Regions from separate parts of the Mus musculus genome. Here region 1 is linked to region 2. The links are chromatin contacts, called in public promoter capture Hi-C maps. All regions are on one chromosome and are shown on one strand. The core of a region is the stretch at or near the end of the contact, and the rest is flanking DNA. Distances in the headings are between cores, read along the strand shown.

Evidence for each region. Promoter capture Hi-C pulls out the DNA fragments that hold promoters and counts their contacts.
Region 1: a promoter capture Hi-C map of hippocampal neurons shows a contact between it and region 2, with 2.7 times the contacts expected there. The contact joins the promoter of Sar1b here to the enhancer-like site in region 2. A contact is called at or near these places in 6 of 39 promoter capture datasets (the 3T3-L1 cell line, 3T3-L1-derived adipocytes, the C10 cell line and 3 more), 2 of 15 datasets of contacts at CTCF or cohesin (embryonic stem cells and large pre-B cells), 2 of 484 Hi-C or Micro-C datasets (Th1 cells and embryonic stem cells), 9 of 115 datasets of contacts at active chromatin or transcription factors (the 230-238 cell line, astrocytes, bone marrow-derived macrophages and 6 more) and 1 of 9 other capture datasets (liver).

What each region holds. Positions count from the first base shown.
Region 1 is chr11:51,761,381-51,767,306 of GRCm38.p6, forward strand. It overlaps Sar1b (secretion associated Ras related GTPase 1B), which reads left to right and starts at 2,283. Exons shown (of 7, transcript NM_025535.2): 1 at 2,283-2,411.
Region 2 is chr11:52,329,700-52,335,321 of GRCm38.p6, forward strand. No RefSeq gene overlaps it. Among named protein-coding and RNA genes, the nearest start is that of Gm30217, 25 kb to the left of the region's middle. Within about 2 kb of position 4,187, at least 145 of the 459 cell types and tissues checked have an H3K27ac peak or open chromatin away from gene starts, as enhancers often do. A contact at or near this core is called in astrocytes, hippocampal neurons, memory CD8 T cells and 1 more, where this site is marked.

The sequences.
Region 1 (5,926 bases), core at 1,033-3,532, 570 kb before region 2:
CCACCCCTCACCTGTCTCACTGGGTCTGCCTCGTGCCAAACTACTCTCAGCTTTCAGTCTGACTCAATATATCCTGTGTGCTGTGCCATGTGAAACCGCCCCAAACAGTTCTATGTTTTTCTTGTTTTAGTCAAAACCTCTAAAAGGTTTCTGGTTTTTTGAGACAGGGTCTCTCTAATCCTGGCTGTTTTGGAACTCACTCTGTAGACGAGGCTTGCCTTGAATTCAGAGATCCACATGCCTCTGACTCCCAAGTGCTGGAACTAAAGGCTTGCACCATTATGCCTGGCTAAAACTTCTAAGACTGAGATTTAAGTTCTCCGTTGTCTTGGGGTAGTGGGTTGTTGTTTTGTTTTTTGGCTTTGGGTTTTGTTTTGTTGTTATTGTTGTTTGTTTGTTTGTTTGGCTTGGTTTGGTTTTTTCAAGACAGGGTTTTTCTGTGTAGCCATGGCTGTCCTGGAACTCACTCTGTAAAACAGGCTGACCTCAAATTCAGAAAGCTGCCTGCCCCTGCCTCCCAAGTGCTGAAATTGTCGGCACTGCCCAATACCTCAGGCTAGTGTGTAGCAGTAATGCTTCCCAATGCTGTCCCCATATTTACTGCTTTCTGTATGTTATTCTGTTATTCTGTCTGGTTTTACACAGGGTCTCATGTGGTCCTTGTGGGCTTCAGACTTGCTATGTATTCAAGTGAGGCCATCTTGGAACTCCTGACCTCCCCATGTCTGTCTCCCAGCTGGAATTACAGGGGTGCACCACCAGGTTTGCACTGGTTATTGTTTCTTCATAACACTGATTGATTCTGAATATTAGTCCCAAATGTGCAGATGCAGGAACTGAAAGCTGAAGTGACTAGTAACTCATGGGGACAGACCAAGTGTTGTGGCGGCTTCTTCTTCTTCTTCTTCTTCTTCTTCTTCTTCTTCTTCTTCTTCTTCTTCTTCTTCTTCTTCTTCTTCCTCCTCCTCCTCCTCCTCCTCCTCCTCCCCTTCTTCTTCTTCTTCTTCTTCTTCTTCTTCTTCTTCTTCTTCTTCTTCTTCTTCTTCTTCTTCTTCTTCTTCTTCTTCTTCTTCTTTTTATGACAGGGTTTCTCTGTATAGCCCTGGCTGTCCTGGAACTTACTCTGTAATCCAGGCTGGCCTCAAACTCAGAAATCCACCTGCCCTTGCCTCCCAAGTGCTGGGATTAAAGACATTTGCAACCACTGCCTGACTTAAGTGTTGTATTTTACAACTCTGCCCATGAAATAAAAACTGGTAATATGGTACGATTGAGATTCTTCAAAAAAATGATCTGAGTTTTTATTTTTCTGTTCTTCCATACTTTAAATAATAAACATGTCACCCTTTGTTCAGTGTGGTGTACTTGTGGAAGTCAGATGACAACTTTCCCAGGAGTTGATTCTGTTTATTCAGTTTGTGGGTTCCAGGGATTAAACTCCTAGTTGTCACTTGATGGCAGATGTAGAGTGGCTATGTAGAGAGACCCTTTCTCAAACAAGACAAACAGGACCCACTTTTGTGTGTGTGTTACAGGGGACTGAACTCAGAGTATTTTATAATCTAAGGCAGGCATTCTACCATTGAGCTCTATTTCCAGCCATCTCCCTATAAAAGGTGTATTTAGGTGGAAATTAAGAAAGACATTTTAATATAGGCTTGAGCACGAGGGTTAAGAGCAAGGGATGTTCAGAGGACAAATGAGACACGTCCAAGAGCAGGGTGTGGGCTTTCCAAAGAATTGCAGGAAGTAAAACATATCCTAGCATAAACTCAAGGGTCACTCAAAAGATGTAGTTTTAGGAAAGAGATGCCAAGTTGGACCTGGTGCTACAAGGTTGCAATCCCAGTTTCTCAGAAGCAAAGGCAGGAAGATGATACATTCACGACTTGCCTGAGCAACTTTGTGAGATCCTGTTTCAACATTAAAATAACTAAAGGGTGGCAAATGCGTTTTGGTGGTGGACTGCAACCCCCTATTACTGAGAGGGGGGAAAAGAAAGAAACAGCCTGGTGGTGGTGGTGACCCATACCTTTAAGAGGCAGGTGATCTCTTAAGTTTGAGGCAGCCCGGTCTACAAAGTGAGTTCAAGGACAGCCAGGACTACACAAAGAAACGAAAAACCAACCAACAAACAAACAAACAACCCCCCCCCCCCAAAAAAAAAATCTCACATGCCTCTTGGGGTTGGAGTGAAGTGGTCCGGAGCACAGGGATTGGTGGCGAGACCGCAAGGAGGCGGAACTGAGGGCGAGCGGGGCCTGGGACCTGCGGACTGTCACTAGCGAGGCACCCGCCGACCCGGAAGGAGCTGAGAAGAGCTGGGGCCCTGGCAGCCATAGCGCTTTGCACAGCCGGCTTGGAGCGTGTAGGACGGGCACGGAGCAGGGTTGCGTTCTCTGAAGTCGCAGGTGAGTGGCAGTGCCCTCGTCGGGCAAGAGAGCGGGCGACAGCTGTGGCCCTTCGGAAGGCCACTCTTTATGCTGCCCACTCACCCAGAGCTCTTGTCTCGGGTCCTTCGCGAACAGGGAGCCTGTTGTTTTGGGTTTTGTTTTTGTTTTGTTTTTTTCACGCAGGGTGAGGGACAACACCGATCCCTACCTGCGGAAACCGCTCTAGTGGCTCTAGGGGTAAAACAGTGGTTGCCACAGGGCAAGTATTTCAGGAAAGAGTGAGAGTACCGCACGCGAGACTCTTTTCCTTCCCCTGGCCCTCAGTTTCCCCATTTGGTAGGATGAGCGAATTAGGGGTCATAGACAGCTGGAGAGGCTAGGACGGCTCTGTGTTGTCCCAGTAAGTGTGGCGGTCACTGGGCCTCCTCATTCTCCGTACTTACCGTATAGCTCAAGCCGGGTTGAATGAAGGGGAAAGATACTAATGGGGGGAAAAGTCAAGATTTTACGATAAGATAAAATTTATTTTGAAAGGTTCAAGTGTAGTCTTGTTAACTGAAGGAAAAAAATTTATTAGGAGTTTAACGTATTGGGATGAAGTAAATTGAACTTACTGTCACGTATTTGAACATTCTTAAATCAAGCTCTGTGTGGGTGTCATCTTACCTTGAATGTCTGTGTCCTTTGTTTAAATATTGGTCAGAGTAGTTACAGTGAAAAAGAAGGTGCCACCTGTACAGCACCGCAGTCTGCTAAGGAAGACACCCCTGTCAATTATTTTACAGGTGACCAATAAGGGTGATTTTACAGTTTGCCAATGATGAGTGTCATCAGTCAAACAGGGCAATGCATGCCTACCATTGCACCTTTTGGTACATTTGGGTTTGTGACCACAATATTTTGACCTTTAAAAAATTTTTGTTTGAACATAGGCAGGCACTCTGACCCTACAATTCCACCTACTCAAGAGGGCAGGGGCATCATTTGAGCCAAGTCTGCCTTCGAAGATCTTATCTCAAGAAAACAAAATTGGTCTCAGAGTTAAGCTGCTCCCAGGCATTTCTGAGTTTACAGAAAAGGAAAGTGTCCTTGTTGTCAGGATGTTAGAGAAGCGATTCTGTAGTTGTGAAGTTTTGCAGTTTGAATACGGTGAACTCTAGATTTCCTCTGCCTTGTGCTATTGGAGTAGAAATGTAAGCAGGACTTGACACAAAGGAGCAGTCTATCAGATGTGGAAATCACTGCCACCTCATTCGAAACTTACAAACTAGAGTGCTATAGCAGTGATTCACCTCATCCCCACCCCTCTCTCACGGACAAAGTTGGCTGAAACTCACTGAAATTACTTTTTTTGCAAAACATGATAAAGTTTCTCCATTGTATGTACTTTTTACAAAAAATTTGGTTATTGTTTTATTAATGTTGGTAATGTTTTATTACATATGTATTATGAGTGTGTCTGAGTTAAAGATCATATCAGGGAATTCATGCCAAGGTGTGGGTTTCTGAAATTAAACTCAGGTCATCGGGCTTGGTGATAGCACCTTGACCTAATAAGCCATCTGGATAGCCTTCTATTGGTGTTTTGAGGATGGAATTTATTATCAGATATACCAGTCTGAGTTGTCTTAGTCCACTAGAGGCAAGTCCAAATTCACTGCCAGTCTCACAACATTCTTTTAGTTGTTAAGACTAGGTCTTGCTTTGTAGTCCAGGCTGGCCTCTTTGAGATTCTCCCCCATCAGCCTCTCAAGTGTTCTCTCTCCCTCTTTCCCTCTCTTTCCCTTCCTCCTTTTTTCTACTATCCTTTTGACAGAAGGTTTTTTCTTCTTCTCCTGTTATACACTCTTAAAGCTGTATTTCTTGTGGTCTTAACCTTCTTTCAAATGGCTGCCACTTTTCTCCAGAGGAAACAAGTACCCACTTTTTAAAAATTAAATGAATTAAAAAGTTTAATTCAGGGCTGTAGACATGGCTCAGCTGCCCTTCCTGAGGTTCTGAGTTCAATTCTCAGCAACCACATGGTGGCTCACAAACCATCAGTAATGAGATCCGGTGCCCTTTTCTGGCGTGTCTGAAGACACTGACAGTGTGCTCAAATATATAAAATAAATAAATCTTTTAAAAAGTTTAATTCATACAATTGCTTTGTATTGGGGATTGAGCTGGAGTCAGTTATTGTCCCGTAAGCTGTTTTAGGTAAGATGTGTGAAGCAGAGCACTTCTGAGATTTAGTGTGCAGAACACCGAGGTGCAAGGCAGATGGGGTTGTGCATCCCTTTAGTGCAGCCCTCAGGCAGGGGTGGCTGGGGCTCACGGAAAGTCCCAGGCCAGCTACATAGTGGCACCCTGTCAACAAACAAACAACAATAACAGAACTTGGTCAAGCATAGTTTTACCTGGTAGCACAGGCTGGCCTTGAACTTTGGATCTCATGTCTACCTCCCAAGTGAGTAGATTACAGGCCTGTGTGCTATCCCATGCCTGGCTTATGTGCTGTCAAACTGCAAGCTAAGCAAGCACTCTACTAACTGAGCTATGTCTCCAGCCTGTCCTTTGTATTTCTAGTGGTAAATTAGATTACAGATAGCATGCTATCTCTTTGTCTTGTATGTGGGGGAGGGATTGTGTATGCCATGTTGAGCATGTAGAGATCAGAGTACAACCTGGGGAAGTTAGCATACAAAATAATGAGTTTTATTGTGACTTTTTAAAAGCTCTATGTTATGGGTATTTTGCCTGCATCTATTTATGTGTATGGGTCTTTTGCCTACATATATGCATTTGTACTGCATGCATGCCTGATGCCTGTGGACCAGAAGTAGCCATCAGATCCCCTGGAATTAGAGTTACAGATGTTGTGAGCCACCATGTAGGTGCTGGGAACTGAGCCTGGGTCAGCAAGAACAAGAGGTCTTAACGTCTGAACTGCCTCCCCAGCCCCTGTGTTAACATTTTCATCTTCGTGTATCTTGCTTATATTTGCTGTGCTGTTTTTGGTCGTCATTGTTGTCTGTTGGAGACAGAATCTCATTAGTCCAAGCTGGCCTTAATTCACTATGATCTGTCATGTCACAAATGCTGGACTTATAAGCACACCATACTCCAAGAATAGTGGTATACACATTTAATTCCAGCACTGGGAAGGCAGAAGCAGGCAGATCTCTGAGTTCAAAGCCAGCCTGATCTACACAGTGAATTCCAGCCCAACTAGGGCTACTCAGTAAGATCCTGACTCAATAAAAATAAAAAAAGAATCATAATGTAGTCCATTGCTGGTCTCAAACCAGGAATCCTTCAGCCTTAGCCTAGAGCTATGATCAGGTGAGTGTCACACTTTTTGGTTTGTAGTGAAATTTCTGTGCCTGTGTTTGCAGGATACTTTCCTAATACTTGCTATGGTGGCACTCAGTGACAATATATTCCTATGCAACATGGAAACAGGGCTGGCAAGGTGCTTCCTCTGGTCAAAGTGCTTGCTGCACAAGTCTGGCAGCCTGAGTTCAAGCCCCAGTGCCTACAAAGCTGTCCTC
Region 2 (5,622 bases), core at 2,937-5,436:
AAGAAACCCAAAAAGCCCCAATCCTACTCACGGTCTCAGAGGAGGCAGCTGAGAGGCGGCTGGAGAGGTTAAAGCTACCCAAACTTGAGGACCAGAGTTAGGACAGAAACGCCATAAAAAGCTGGGTTGGTAGCTCACAGCCTCCTGTATGTAAATCCAGTATGGAGGATCTGAGCCTCTTCTCCCTCCTCAGGCCTCTATGAGGACACACACACAAACACACAGACAAACATACAGATACACAGACACACAGACACATACACACATATACACACATAGACACAGAGACACACACACATATACACAGAGACACACACAGAGACATATACACACACACATACAAACAGAGAGAGACACATAAATAAAAATAAAATTTAAAAAGAATATACAAGAAAACAGAATAGTTCTAACCATTTGTATCAGTTATCTATTGATGGTTAACAAACCACGCCCAACACCATTCCTCATGCTTTGGACTCTGGCTGGCAGCTCAGAAGGGCACTTTTGAATAGCTTGGCTGCTGGTCTCTGCTGGGGTCCCTGCAAGGGCAGCCGTCCTGTAGGGTGGTCTTCCCTCATGCACCTGGCAATTGCATTGAGTCACAGTTCCATTAGGTCATTGCAGACCCTTATGTTTGTAGGATTCCCCACAGGTCACTGAGCAGGGCAAATGCCATAAATGGCTGCTTTTGCAAGTCTTTGTTGGCATCATGGTTGTTAATGTCTGATTGGCAAATTATAACAGTTCTGGGCCAAAGCAAGTCACCGAATCAGTGTAGAAAAAATTGTGCATAGGATTAGATAATGGGGTAACATTCTAGCCAGCCCTGGTAGTACAAGACTTTAATCCCAACACTTAGGAGGCAGAGGCAGGCAGGTCTCTGAGTTCAAGGGCTGCCTGGTCTACAGACTGAATTCCAGCCAGGGTTGTGCAAAGTGACCATGTCTCAATCCCAAACACAGAGGAGTAGGTGGGAGGGCTTATTAGACTATTAACCAAATTACCAAATGTGGTAGTTTGAATAGGTATGGCCCCTATAGACTCATGTGTTTGAATGCTTGGCCTATAGGGAGCAGCACTATTAGGAGGTGTGGCCTTGCTGGAGTGGGTGTGGCCTTGTTGGAGGAAGTGTGTCACTGCGGAGGTGGGCGTTGAAGTCTCATATAAGCTCAAACTATGCCTGGTCACACAGTCCCCTTCTTCCTGCGGATAAAGATGTAGATTTCTCGGCTCCTCCAGCACTGTGTCTGCCTTCGCACTGCCATGCTTTCAGCTGAGAGACCAGACCAACTCCATCTTGGGTTCAGGCTCCATCTTAGAGAACCTGACCTAAGACTGAACTCAAGTTAACCACCAGGCCTGCACCTAGCACTGGTCTCCAGGTCACTCCCTAACAAGCACCAATCAGGAGCAATGCAGAAGTTGTACCTAAAGATCTTTACCTATGAAAGTTTATGGTTTGGCTCCTAACACCAGCCAATCATTTCAAAGGGCAACAAATTCCATAGTACCCCGCCACACATAACCAGATGTGTGTCATGCTGGATACCTCCTTGCCTGCTTGCTTGCCTCTATAAATGCTTGCTTGAAACTGGACTCGAGGGTTTACTCCCCCCCACCCCCCGTCCTGCCGTATCAGTGACAATGGTGTGGCCCAAGCTTGAGCTTGAATAAAGACCCCTGTGTATATTGCATCAGAGTCGGCTCCTTGGTGGTCTTTTGGGGCTCACAAAATGGGCCATGAATTATGGACTGAACCTCTGAAACTGTAAGCCAGCCCCCAAAGAAATGCTTTCCTTTATAAGAGTAGCCTTGGCCATGGTGTCTCTTCACAGCAACGGAAACCCTAACTAAGACAACCAAATTAGCAAGAAAATCCATATTGCTTTGGATGATACCAAGAGAGAAAACTGTTAAAATGCAAGCAGAGAGTCCAGAGCTGGCAAGATGGCTTCAAGATGGTGGTTGTCACAGGCTGGAGAGACAGCTCAGAGGTTAAGGGTACTTGTTGTTCTTGCAAAGGACCAGATTCAATTCTCAGCACCTATAGAGAGGCTCACAACCATCTGTAACTCCAGTTCCAGTGAGCCTAATGCCCTCTTCTGTCCCGGTCCATAGCCACTGGGCATGTGCACAGTGTACACACATACACATGCATACATGCATGCATACATACATACATACAGGTAAACACTTATACACATAAAATATGTAAAAAAAATTCTAGCTGGTTCTGGTGGAACATTCCTTTAATTTAGAACTTGGAGGCAGAGGAATTCACAGATGAATTTCTGTGAGTTCAAGGCCAGCCTGGTCTACATAGTGAGACCCCATCTTAAAAACAACCAAACACACAGACACACACACACACACACACACACACACACAACCAGAGTGGGGGGAATGGCTAGAGAATTGGCTCAGTAGTCAACAGCACTTGTTTTTGTTGTTATTGTTGCTGAGAGAGAGAGAGTGAGAACAATTAACAAAAAGTGAACAAATGAACTAAATAATATAAGAGAAAGATGCACGGTCCCAGTGAGAGGCTCAGCAGGTAAAGGTGCTTGTTATTCAAGCCTGGAGACTGGAGTTCAAGCCCCGGAACCGATTTTTTAAAAAGGATGGAGGGAAGGGACATCACAAACTCATCCTTTGTCTTCCAAGTTGCATGGTGTCGCATGCCTTCCCGCACTGAGAGGAAACATCCGGGTGTGGTGGCTTGTGCCTATAATCCCAGCACTTGGGAGGCTAAGGCAGGAGGATTACTGCGGGTTCCTGGCTCACACATCTGTAATCCCAGCACGGGGATCACCCTGAGTTGGAGGTGAGCCTGAGCTACATAAGGAGTTCCTGGGCTGCAAAGTGAGAGCTTGTCTCAAGAAACAAATCAAAAAGGGGAAGGGAAGTGGAGGGGAGGGGAGGGGGAGGGAGAAGGTGTCAGATACTTTGACTGGGAGAGTGGCTTTCTGGTTTCCTGGGTGCACCGACCTCAGTGCATTTAGTCCTGTGTTTCCCGAGGATCTTCCCGATGCCAGGCACTGTGCCAACCGGGAGAGCGGTTGGGTTGCTCTGGGATAATGTGAACTGAGCATCCTGGCACGGAAGCCCCGGGTCAGCTGCGGCTCAGTGGTGACCCTGTGATCATTATGTTCATATCTCTCTATTGGTTTCTAAGACATGGCATTGAGCGTTCCGCTGCGGAGGTACAGGGCCGGGCTCTCATTAGTCCTGCTTGGTTGTACCTGAGGCATGCTCATTAGTCTGTGTTTGGCTGTTCCCTGCGGTTGCTAAGGCTCCCAGCCCAGAGTGTAAACAAATCATCACTAGCAGAACCCTGGGTGAGAGGCCCTCTGTGCAGCAGTGCAGGCCTTGCCGGGGTCAGGAGGAGGCATCCCAAGGAGACACACAGTCTCCCTGGTCCTCTGCCCAAGCTGAGCTCTGGCCCTCATTCCTTCCTGAGTGTGCCTCTCCGCATCCACTTCAGCCACACAATCAAACATTTCTAACAAAAAGAAGAACCTGATGTGACATCACATTTAGGGAGTGTGTAAATTTGCTGTTATGAAGCTGTGGTCCTGAGCTTAAAGGAACTTTGTTGGGGGTAGAATGCAGTTGGCTTCGTTTTATCAGTGTGAGAGTTCTCTGAACATTCTAGAAGCCCTTGATGCCTTGGCTAAGCATATGCGAGAGCTCAGAAGGCCTGTGGTACCATGTCTGTTTGGCCTCAGAGGTGGTACATTGGCCTCTGACCTCGTGCTCTTAAACAAGGCAGTTCCACGTCCTGGAATATCTTGGGGGGCAAAGAAGCAGCACCCCAAGAGGCCACCCACTGCAGCACAAAGCATTCTGTCACTGCAATCTCCTTAGCTGAAGTGGGAAGACTCTGGCTTTGAAATTTCACTAGGCTCCCAGTAAAGCCAGTTTCCTTCTGGTCTGAGGCCGAGGAAGTCCTGTGTCAGAGCATGTCCAAGCCTAGGCGTTGGCACTACAGCCTGGCGGCTGGTGGGAGAGAAGCCATAAGAGGGCCCTACAGTGTGCAGGCCTGTCTGGACCATTCTTTTCCCATGGCCCCAAGCCTAAAGCTCCGGAGTTCCCTGCCAGCGTTGCCGCCTCACAGGCTGGCACCGCCTGCTCATGTGGAAGGCCTATAATTTGTGACTCATGGCCTGTCGCCGACTAGGTGTTGGCAAGCTCAGTGCCCGGAAGCACTGACTCACCAGGCTGGTCTGTGCCCGCAGCCTCCTCATGGGCATCGGGAGTAGTAAGGTCCACCAGGAGTTGCTAAGGACAGCTAGTTTAGCCCTTGAGAAGGGCGAAGGTGAGAGGCAGGACTGTCTCTGGGGCTTGGATACCAGTCAGAGGTTATTGAAACCCAAAACATTGGTGCTGTGTCAGGTATGAAAGCTTTCATCTCAGGAAGGCTCACGAAGGCCTTGACACCCATCGGCTTGTATTATAATCATAAAAAAGTGTCACGGGGGGAGGGGGCTGGTGAGATGGCTCAGCGTGATCTTCTGAAAGTCCTTAGTTCAAATCCCAGCAACCACATGGTGGCTCACAACCATCCGTAAGGAGATCTGACTCCCTCTTCTGGAGTGTCTGAAGACAGCTACAGTATACTAACATATAATAAATAAGTAAATAAATCTTTAAAAAAGAAGTGTCATGGGTTGGTCTCATGCTGCCTTCATTCAAATGCTAAATTCTGTACCCCAAGATCAGGTTGCTCCAAGACAAGCAGATCTTCATGTATACCAGCTTTTGTTGTGTAAACCTTGCCCCCCCCCAAGTTATCCATGATTGGTTAATAAAGATGCCTACAGCTTATAGCTGGGCGGAAAAGAGGTAGGCAGGGCTGAAGGGTCCCAGGCTTAGAGTCTCAGGGAGAGACCATGAGGAGAGAGAGAAAAGGACACTGGAGAAGAAGGAAGTCATCGTGGGATAGGTAGGCGGGTCATGAGCACGTGGACATGAGGGCCGGGACAGTTGGAGTAGGAGCGGCCCAGGAGGAACATGACGAGCGATATCTCAGGGTTATTGACAGAAAAGCAGCCAAAATAATAGCACAGAGAGCTGACGTCTGCCCAGCTCTGGTGCTTTAAGGCTTATTATAAATATAAAGGTTTGTGTCTTTTATTTGGGAACTAAATGATCTAAGACGGGGTAGGAGCCCCCAAATAATATTTACCACAACACTGAAGACACATTAAAGCAGTGTTTTTCAGCCGGTGGGTCATGACCCCTTTGAGAGAGGTCACCTAAGACCATTGGGAAGCACAGATATTCACATTACGATTCATAATAGTAACAAAATGACAGTTATGAAGTAGCAATGAAATAATTTTACTGTTGGAGGTCACCACAACATGAGGAACTGCATTAAAGGGTCGCAGCATGGGAGGTTTGAGAACCTCTGCATTAAAGGAATTCTTTTCCCTTATGGTCAAGACAATGAAAGCTCTGGCCTGGGTTTTTTACTTTTTTTTTTTTTTTACTGGGTTTTTTACTCGTTTTTTTTTACATTTACTTCAACAGATTAGTCATTGGCTAAAGGGCCACCCCTCTGGAAGATGGGGCTACCCTTTAGGAGTGTGGATTTACCCTGGCCACACTAAAGAGATA